Linked DNA regions of Mus musculus: regions 1 and 2 are each linked to region 3. A link is a contact called in public HiCAR-type data. All regions are on one chromosome and are shown on one strand. The core of a region is the stretch at or near the end of the contact, and the rest is flanking DNA. Distances in the headings are between cores, read along the strand shown.

Region 1 (2,700 bases), core at 196-2,695, 570 kb after region 3:
GTTTCCTATTGTTCCCATAGTTCTCTTTTAAAATCCTTTATTTATTTACTTAATGTATGTGAGTATACTGTAGCTGTCTTTAGACACACTAGAAGAAGGCATCGGATCCCATTGCAGATGGTTGTGAGCCACCATGTGGTTGCTGGGAATTGAACTCAGGACCTCTGGAAGAGCATTCAGTAGTGCTCTTAACCTCTGAGCCATCTCTCCAGCCCGTTCCCATAGTTCTTAATTTATTCTATTTTATGGTCCAAATTTTCAGAGAAACAAGAAACAGTGATGTCACCTGTCCTTTTCCTTTGGTTGAAACCCTTGTGATACTTCATCATGAAGTAAGGCAAGATGATGTTTTGTTCTCTTTTAGAGGGACAAACACATGCTTTTATTACCCTCTTTAAATCTCATTAAAATTATTAGAAAAAATAACCCAGAACTAAAACTGAGATGATGATGATGATGATGATGATGATGATGATGATGTGTGTGTGTGTGTGTGTGTGTGTGTGTGTGTGTGATCTGAGTGAGATTTTAGTACAATAAACATGTTCTGGCTCCTGAGTGAGGAGCAGGCTGACTGGGTTATATGTTCTGGTAGGAATATCCTGTGGTACTTGTTTCTCTTCAGCTTGTGGGTGGCAATTCCCCAATTTAGAGATTTGTTAAAATATGGGGAAATACTCCACAAAGCCTAGTAGAAACAGACCATGAATGTGGAGAAATCTGCATACACCACACCAGGTTTCTTCTACAGGGTGAATGTTAATAGGCAACATCCTTCATGAAGACCTCTACAGCCTTTAATTTTTGCTTCTCTTTTATCACAAACGATCTCATTGTCAAATAGTGAAAAAACAGTTGCAAATATGAACAGAATGTGTAGTTAATAGCGAATGTGTAGCCCCCTCCCCCCAAAAAATCTCCATAGCTTTAGCATTGGTTCATTTGGATGTATAAAGTTTGGATATAGCAAATGTTTTACTGACTTCCTTAAACCAGCTCCATGATGTTTTTGTTTGTGAATTAATTAGAATAAAGAGACTTTTTAAAATAAAAAATTAAAATAACGCAAATGAGATTATTAGCTTCTAGCTGGAAAGGATTCTGACTCTTAATTACAGCCATAAAAATCCCCAATGCTTGGTTTCTTCTGTGAGGGCCTTGTCAGGGCAGCGGTGGGGAAGCTTTGCTGTTGAGGGCAGGAAGGAGAAGGGCAGGGAAGCCACAGGAAGCCTGAGCCACATCTCCTGGCCCCTCCCCTGAGCAACGCTGCGTGTTGTTGCAGTACTGTACTGTTCGACTGCGCAATCATAGTTAACATTCTTCTTCCAGGCACATTGAAAACGTTTGGCTTGCATTCTCCTCGAGCTGTTTTATAAGGGCAATAACCAAGGCCAGGGTGTGCTCTTGTCAGCAGGCAAAGCACGCAGTGCAGGCTGCCAAGAGTTTCCTGCTCCGGGGCCACCCATCCTTGGCTACAGGATGCAGGGCTGGAGCTTAAAGTAGCTTGCGTGGAGCCTGTGCTGGGACTTTCTGTTCTCACAGATCATGCTTGAGATTCCATCCTTCAGCTCTGCAGCCCTGATCAGTGGAGTCTGCTGTGTTTGTGCTTGTTTGGGAGTAGTTCTGAACACATGTCAAAGCAGCCGTCTAAGGCTTAGCTGGGAAAATGGTCTTTGAAGGCTAGCAAGCTGCATTTTCCTCCTGCTAATTCAAGCTCAGAGTTCCCACGAGTCAGCTGCTGGGGAAGTGGGCATTCCCTTCATCTACTCCCTGTGAACTAATTTCTGGAATGGGCTGACAGTGCACATGCCAAGTGGAAGGTTCTAATACTGTTGCCCCACCCCATTTGAAGTCCACCTTGGCAATGGGCAGATGGCTTTTGCGTGTTATTTATTGCCAGGGTCTGTGAAGGGGAGAGTCCCCAGGAGATCGCTGAAGCTGTTTTTGCAGGATTTCCTTTGATTGGAAGCTGTTGGCTGTGCTTTCTGCAGCTGGCTCTGTCACAAAGCAGAGGGCTCAACGCATCCCCCATGAGACAACTGCCATGCCAGCACCAAGGAGGTGCTGGCTGTGAAGTGCCTTGGACGAGAAGATGAGGTGCTGTTGCTGTTGCCTTCATCAGTAAGGAGGCAGCTTAGCCTTGGGAGGAGCGGAAAGAGCGTTGGCGCACATCTGAGAGGTTTACATTGGAATGTCAGTTCTTCTGTTAACTGAAAGCATGACCTTGACCTAAAGTGTTTTCATTTATAAAATAGCAATTGGTAACTAAAAGATTCATCCTGAAACTCATGGCAGAGAACCAATAGGATAAAACATGCATACTTTCTCTCCTTTCTTCTGAGTTCCAAAGCCACCCTGAGCATTCTAAAGCAGGATGGATGACGTCTATAAACTCTCTGTATCTTCTCCACTTATTCAACACTCATCTGGTTGTCATCCAACAGACTGAAAAATTAGAAAAATAAATAAATATACTCTTGTGCATTTAAAAATGTAGATAGTGTATTAGCTGCTAAGGATAAAGAAATGTACGTTGAAGACACGGTCCAATCTCTTGTCTGTCTTAAAAATAAAGGAAAAATAAAGATGTTAAATGGCTAATAAATGTTAAAGATGTTATAGCAGTGGGTACAAGAAGAAAGGGACATATGCAGATAAAGTATTTACTGTACTCTGTGGACTAACAAAAGGCCTTTCAAA
Region 2 (2,700 bases), core at 61-2,560, 810 kb after region 3:
TCATGACACAGTTGTAGCTCATGCATATCTTATGGGTAGAGGGGATGCTCCAGGAGATGCAGAGGCCCTGAGCATGCACAGCTTCTGACTGGTTCTGTGCACAATCCATGCCATCAGTGAGTATTCAAGCTCAAGCAAGCACTTACTTTTGATATATTTTTAAAGAATGAGTTTACAATTTTAAAAATGAGTTGCTGAGCAAAATGAAGCCACACCCCCTTGTTCCATTTGCCATGTGACACCGCAGAGAAAGGTGTGGATGTCACCAGAAGGTCTGCCTTGTTTGCACAGAAGTCATATTCTTACTTGCCATATGCACTAGCTCATACTTCTTAGATGTTCAAGTTTACATGCTATAGGAAGACAAGAGCCTACGGTAAGAAAATCGTGAGTCAAAATTTGAAAGGCATTTTCTTTTATTTATATATGCATTTTGTGCATGCACAGACCTATACATGCAATGATATATGTGTGCATATGCATACACATGTGCATGCACGGAGCCAGAATAAGCACAATAGCATATTCCCTGAAACTCGGGAACTCACGATCTGTCAGGACTTCTAAGAGGAAAAAAAAAGTGAAGAATTACAGGGAGTCCATGGAATTCATAAAGAGAATTGGACTGATTCTTACAGCTTTGGGACTACATTTGTTCAGTGTTGGGGGGTGGAGCAGTACTGGAAGTGAGCCTCAGTTTATACCTTTTGGGCCATTAGGAACTTCCCAATGGCCTGATCAAGACAAAAGGGATTCCCTCATCAGGGAATGAGTTTCCCATCACCAGAAATATGTAAGGAAAGGCTGGGAAACCACACAACAGGGATGCTGCAAAGAGAAAGCCAAATATCAAGAGGAAGCTGGGGTCAGGAAAGACTGGGATGGCTAGAGGCTTTCAACATCCTCAACAGCCTAGCCACGGAACTGGAGAAAGACCCAAACTGGTTTTAAAAAGATCTCATGAGCAGCACTTTATTGGCCGTATCTCTAACTATCCCTTGTCAGTATGGGGCACCAAAGGACCTACTTACACATTGCTTTGGAATACCCCCTCAGTCTTCGCAGCTGACAAAACTCCACTTACGCTGATTAATGCTCTGATCCTTCCAACTGCCCCACCAGTCAGCTTCCCAGAGGAGGCTCCAAGAGGTGATGAGCGCTGCCCAAAATGACGCAGCTGGTAAATGACATATCCTCCTGGCACCATGCACTGGTATTCTTGCCAGTGTAGTTTGACTGCCTCTACTCTGGGCCAAGGACTGGGCGAGCACCCAGGATCCCAAGCCGGCTTCTGACATCTGTGTCGTCCTCCTCTCGTGGCTCATACGTAAAGGGAATGTTTGCCCGGCTTGCTCCTGCCAGGTACCAGCTCACTACTCACGTAGAGGACTCTTTTACGTCCCCAGGAGTCCTTCCTAGGGAAATAACACTGGACTCCTGAGAAGCCCAGATTATTTGACTCTCCAGGCAAGCTAATGAACTGTTTGAGACTTAAGATTCAGGAAGCCCTACAGCATGGGGAGAAGACAACGCAGGCCAGAAGAACAGAGAGGTGCAGCCCCTCCTCCTGTAGCCTGCCTTCTGCTCACCGGTTACCACCTCTCTGGAGTGGCACTTCCACCTGCCCGAGGCCATTCCTCCTTGGGCAGGGAGCCCATCAGATTTTACAAGCCAGGCAGGGTCAGGCCTAGTGAAAACGTGAATGGGAATGCCCAGAACAACAAAGGCAGCAGGCGTTTTCCCTCGGAAGATGGGGTGAGCCAAGCCACAGACTGCCAGTTATGGGGCATCCAGAGCATGACCTCTGCAAAACCCCTAAATGAACACCAACTGAGGACATACCTGCTGGGATTAGCGAAGTTTTATCAAAACTCCCCTACCTCCGCAGAAGTGGTATAATTCCGACGATTTTGATGAAGTAAAATCACTTTGAATTACTAGAAGACAACTAAGCTAGCAAATCAGAACTATATATAAATCAGGGTGGGGAAAACGATTTCAGAATGCCACAGAGTAACTGTTTTAGGCTTCGTGGACATAATAGTTTTATAGTGTGAAAACTCCATAGGAGATATGGAAATGGATGTGTGTGCCTGGTTTAAAAAAAAAAAGAACAACCTTGCATTAATACACACAAACTGGAATTTTGTGTAATTTCCGTACATCATAAAATGTGTTCTTCTTTGATTCTTTTGACAGCCATTCAAAGTTGTAAAAACGACACTTTTAGCTCATAGCTGTAAGAGAACAGATGGGATGAGTTCATCTTGGAGGCTTCGGTTTTCCTGTTTCTCTTCTGAGGCAACACTTCTCAACTATATATGGCAAGCAGGCCATTTGTAAAGATTTTCGAGCTTTCTTGCTCATACATTTGTAAATGTATATAAAAATGGGCTACAAAAAAAACCCAAAAAACAAAAACAACAACAAAAAAAAACAGGCCAAGAGGAAAGAGAAGGGTCAGGAGTGATAGCACCAGCCTATGGTCCCAGCACTGTGCAGGGGGTTGGGGAAGGTCCTGGCCAGCCTGGGCTACATGGTGAAGACCCGTTTCAAACAAATAAACAGTCTTGGTCTTATTGATGAGTTCCGGTGTAAACAAATAGGAAGGAGATAAAGAAAAGGAGGGAGAGAGGGAAGAGCAGGAAGGCAGAAGGGAAGGAAAAAGAAGGAAGCAGAGAGAAAGGAAAAGGAGAGAGG
Region 3 (2,700 bases), core at 26-2,525:
ACAAAAACACCCTCAAATTACAAACCATAACCCCCAAGCCCCACAAAATAGGATATTTAAATAATATGAAGAAGTATTTTTAGTGTGGGTGAAAAGAGCTGTTTGCAAAGCTGCATGCATAATGCGATACCGTTTCTATAAAGTGTTTTTATATGCATCTGGATCCTAGAAGAAGAAAAAAAGAAAAGGTGCCATTGTGTTATATGCATGCAAAGCAGGCTCCCAGCGATGAATTCCGCTACTGATGTTCAATGTTGTGAGATAGCCTGTCACCGGTAGCAAACAGAAATGGCATCCCAATTCTTTGTATGGAGAGATGCCAAGGTCTTCCTGCCACAAGCCGTGCTTAACCTGTCACTGCAATCAACCAGCCCAAATGACAGCCTGACTCTGTCGGTGTCAAATTCCCACAGGATTCTAGATCTCCCTCGATGTGAGTGGTCAAACCTTTTAAACTCTCTCTCTCTTTTTTTTTTTTTATTTTTTAAACTCTTCTTTTGAGGTATTTTTTTTCTCCCCTCCAGCTATTTGAATGAGGATCTTATTTCTTATCTGGTTGCAGGGCTGGAGGGAAGCCATTCTCTCAGCTCTCTTCATTAGTGATGGATGCATTGGTCTACACATGAGCTCCTTGTCAGTGTCTGCGGTCTCAGAAGGTTAGGGGATGCTGGAGGTTGAGGGATGCGACAGGGGGATGCTGCAGCAGGAAGGATGCTGAGGCAGAGGGGATGCAAGAGTGTGGTGGACGCTGGATGGCAGGCCACTCTGAAGGGCGAAAAGGTGCTGGAGAAGGACAGTGCCCCGGGTCCCAGCTCATTAACTGTTCCTACTCCCCCCCACCCCACCGTGTGAGTAGCGCTTGCGGCTTTGTGTTCTGATTGTTTAATAGGAGTCAGCCTGCCCAGTTAAAATACATGAAGGACACATCAGGGCTTCATCTCCTCATCCGCAGCACTTTGTACTCAGCGTGGCGTTGGGGGAGAAGCTTTGACTTGGGGATTCCCCAGGTCTTCCTGGATTCTTCTGTGTAACTCTGGGCAAGGCAAAAGCTTTTTAAAACTTTCTTTCATCATCTATAAATTGTGTCTAATGACACTCAGCCAATGTGATCTTTAATAAGACTAACGACCTGACAGCGCTAGCCCAGAGCCCGACCCATGGGAGTCTCTCACCGGCTCGGGACTGAAGACTTGACCTAGTGACTCCCTGGGTGGGGCTGACGTCTCTGTGTGGGTGGAGAGGATGCCTCCTGGCAGTAATCAAAATTCACCACTAGGAGGAGCCCGAGCTCCATCATTGATCGTTTTCATGGCCATTTCTCAAGCTTGGCTGCTGGATTCAACCCCTGCAACACTTAATTTGTTACTTAAGAGTCAGTGCCTGGCCTGGCCTGCCTTGCCCTGCCCCTGCCCTGGCATTCTTTTTTTTTTTTTTTTTTTTCTGCCTAGTTCCTCTTGGGGCACCTAAGTCTTGTTGGCTTCATATCTGTGCACACGGCATACATTTGACTGACAGCCAATGCGTGTCTTGATGAGAAGGCTTCTGTCCTTAGCTATGGGAAAAGAGAAGCAGGCCCGGGTTTATTAGCAATCAAGGAAGACATTTGTGTTCCCAAGTGTGCTGGAATACATCTTTGCTGTCTCAGAAGATACATTCTTGGTTCTTATCTTTTTTTTTTTCTTCCCTCTGCTGTTTCTGATATGTTCCGTGAGCTGTAGTGATATATATCCAGTTCACCGTGCTGACTTTGAGAACTGTAAGGGACGAGCGAGCCCAATTTGCCCTGAGATGACGAGACTATCGGTTTGCATGGTGCTAGGATCTTGAGTTTCAAGCTTTCTTCAGGGAAAACAAGATAACCAGGCCGGGCATTTTTTCTCCCCCCCCCCCCCCATTTATTGGTTATTTTATTTATTGTTCTTTCCCAGTTTCCCCTCTACAAACCCTGCATCCCCTCCCCGCTGCCTTTATGAGGATGTTCCCCCACCCGCCTGGCCACTCCTGCCTCAGCGCCCTAACATTCTCCTACCCTGGGTCATGGAGCCTCCACAGGACCAAGGGGGTCCCCTCCCAGTGATGCGCGATAAGGCCATCCTCTGCTACATATCCAGCTGGGGCCAGAGGTCCCTCCATGTGTACTTTTTGGTTAGTGGTTTAGTCGCTGGGAGCTTTTGGGGGGTGGATTCTAGTTGGTTGATATTGTTGTTCTTCTTATGGGGTTGCAACCCCCTTCAGCTCCTTCAGCCCGTGGCATTTGCTAACACTGGTCTAGCACTGACATCTTTCTACTTACCAACAGAAGACCACGCCCACAAGCCCAGTTCTCTGGCTCACATGAGTTGCACAAATTCCAGTTGTGAAGAGGTGCTTCGGAAGACGTGCTGCTGTGATTTATGAGTGTGTGGCAGTGTGACCCTGGAAGCCACATAGAGGCTTTCTCAGAGATTCTAAGCCTTGGAACAAGCTGTTCTGCTGAGCAAGGCAGGGCCACATCAAGCACTCTGGCAGTCCTTGGCTTTGGGGTCTGTGGGTCTCCCGTGCAATCGTCCGGTGTTCTGGGCATTTATTCCATTTGCTAGGAGAGGTGAGCACACACTGTAAAAAGGCAATGGATAGCAGCACAATTGTGGAAGCCAGCGGTCCAGCCACTAGGATAAGCACACCGCCTTCTGACATTTGACAGGCATTTGGTATTGACTT

What was found. HiCAR-type assays count read pairs that join an accessible place to other places.
Region 1: a HiCAR-type map of fibro-adipogenic progenitors shows a contact between it and region 3, with 5 times the contacts expected there. The contact joins two enhancer-like sites. A contact is called at or near these places in 3 of 39 promoter capture datasets (the 3T3-L1 cell line and 3T3-L1-derived adipocytes), 1 of 484 Hi-C or Micro-C datasets (myocytes) and 2 of 115 datasets of contacts at active chromatin or transcription factors (astrocytes and fibro-adipogenic progenitors).
Region 2: a HiCAR-type map of fibro-adipogenic progenitors shows a contact between it and region 3, with 11 times the contacts expected there. The contact joins two enhancer-like sites. A contact is called at or near these places in 1 of 15 datasets of contacts at CTCF or cohesin (the NIH/3T3 cell line), 1 of 484 Hi-C or Micro-C datasets (muscle stem cells) and 1 of 115 datasets of contacts at active chromatin or transcription factors (fibro-adipogenic progenitors).

What each region holds. Positions count from the first base shown.
Region 1 is chr4:56,112,681-56,115,380 of GRCm38.p6, reverse strand. No RefSeq gene overlaps it. Among named protein-coding and RNA genes, the nearest start is that of Gm12519, 110 kb to the right of the region's middle. Within about 2 kb of position 1,445, at least 178 of the 459 cell types and tissues checked have an H3K27ac peak or open chromatin away from gene starts, as enhancers often do. A contact at or near this core is called in fibro-adipogenic progenitors, where this site is marked.
Region 2 is chr4:55,874,036-55,876,735 of GRCm38.p6, reverse strand. No RefSeq gene overlaps it. Among named protein-coding and RNA genes, the nearest start is that of Gm34482, 78 kb to the left of the region's middle. Within about 2 kb of position 1,310, at least 28 of the 459 cell types and tissues checked have an H3K27ac peak or open chromatin away from gene starts, as enhancers often do. A contact at or near this core is called in fibro-adipogenic progenitors, where this site is marked.
Region 3 is chr4:56,683,941-56,686,640 of GRCm38.p6, reverse strand. All of the region lies in intron 5 of Gm34687 (a long non-coding RNA gene), which reads left to right. Among named protein-coding and RNA genes, the nearest start is that of Gm26144, 6.3 kb to the right of the region's middle. Within about 2 kb of position 1,275, at least 30 of the 459 cell types and tissues checked have an H3K27ac peak or open chromatin away from gene starts, as enhancers often do. A contact at or near this core is called in fibro-adipogenic progenitors, where this site is marked.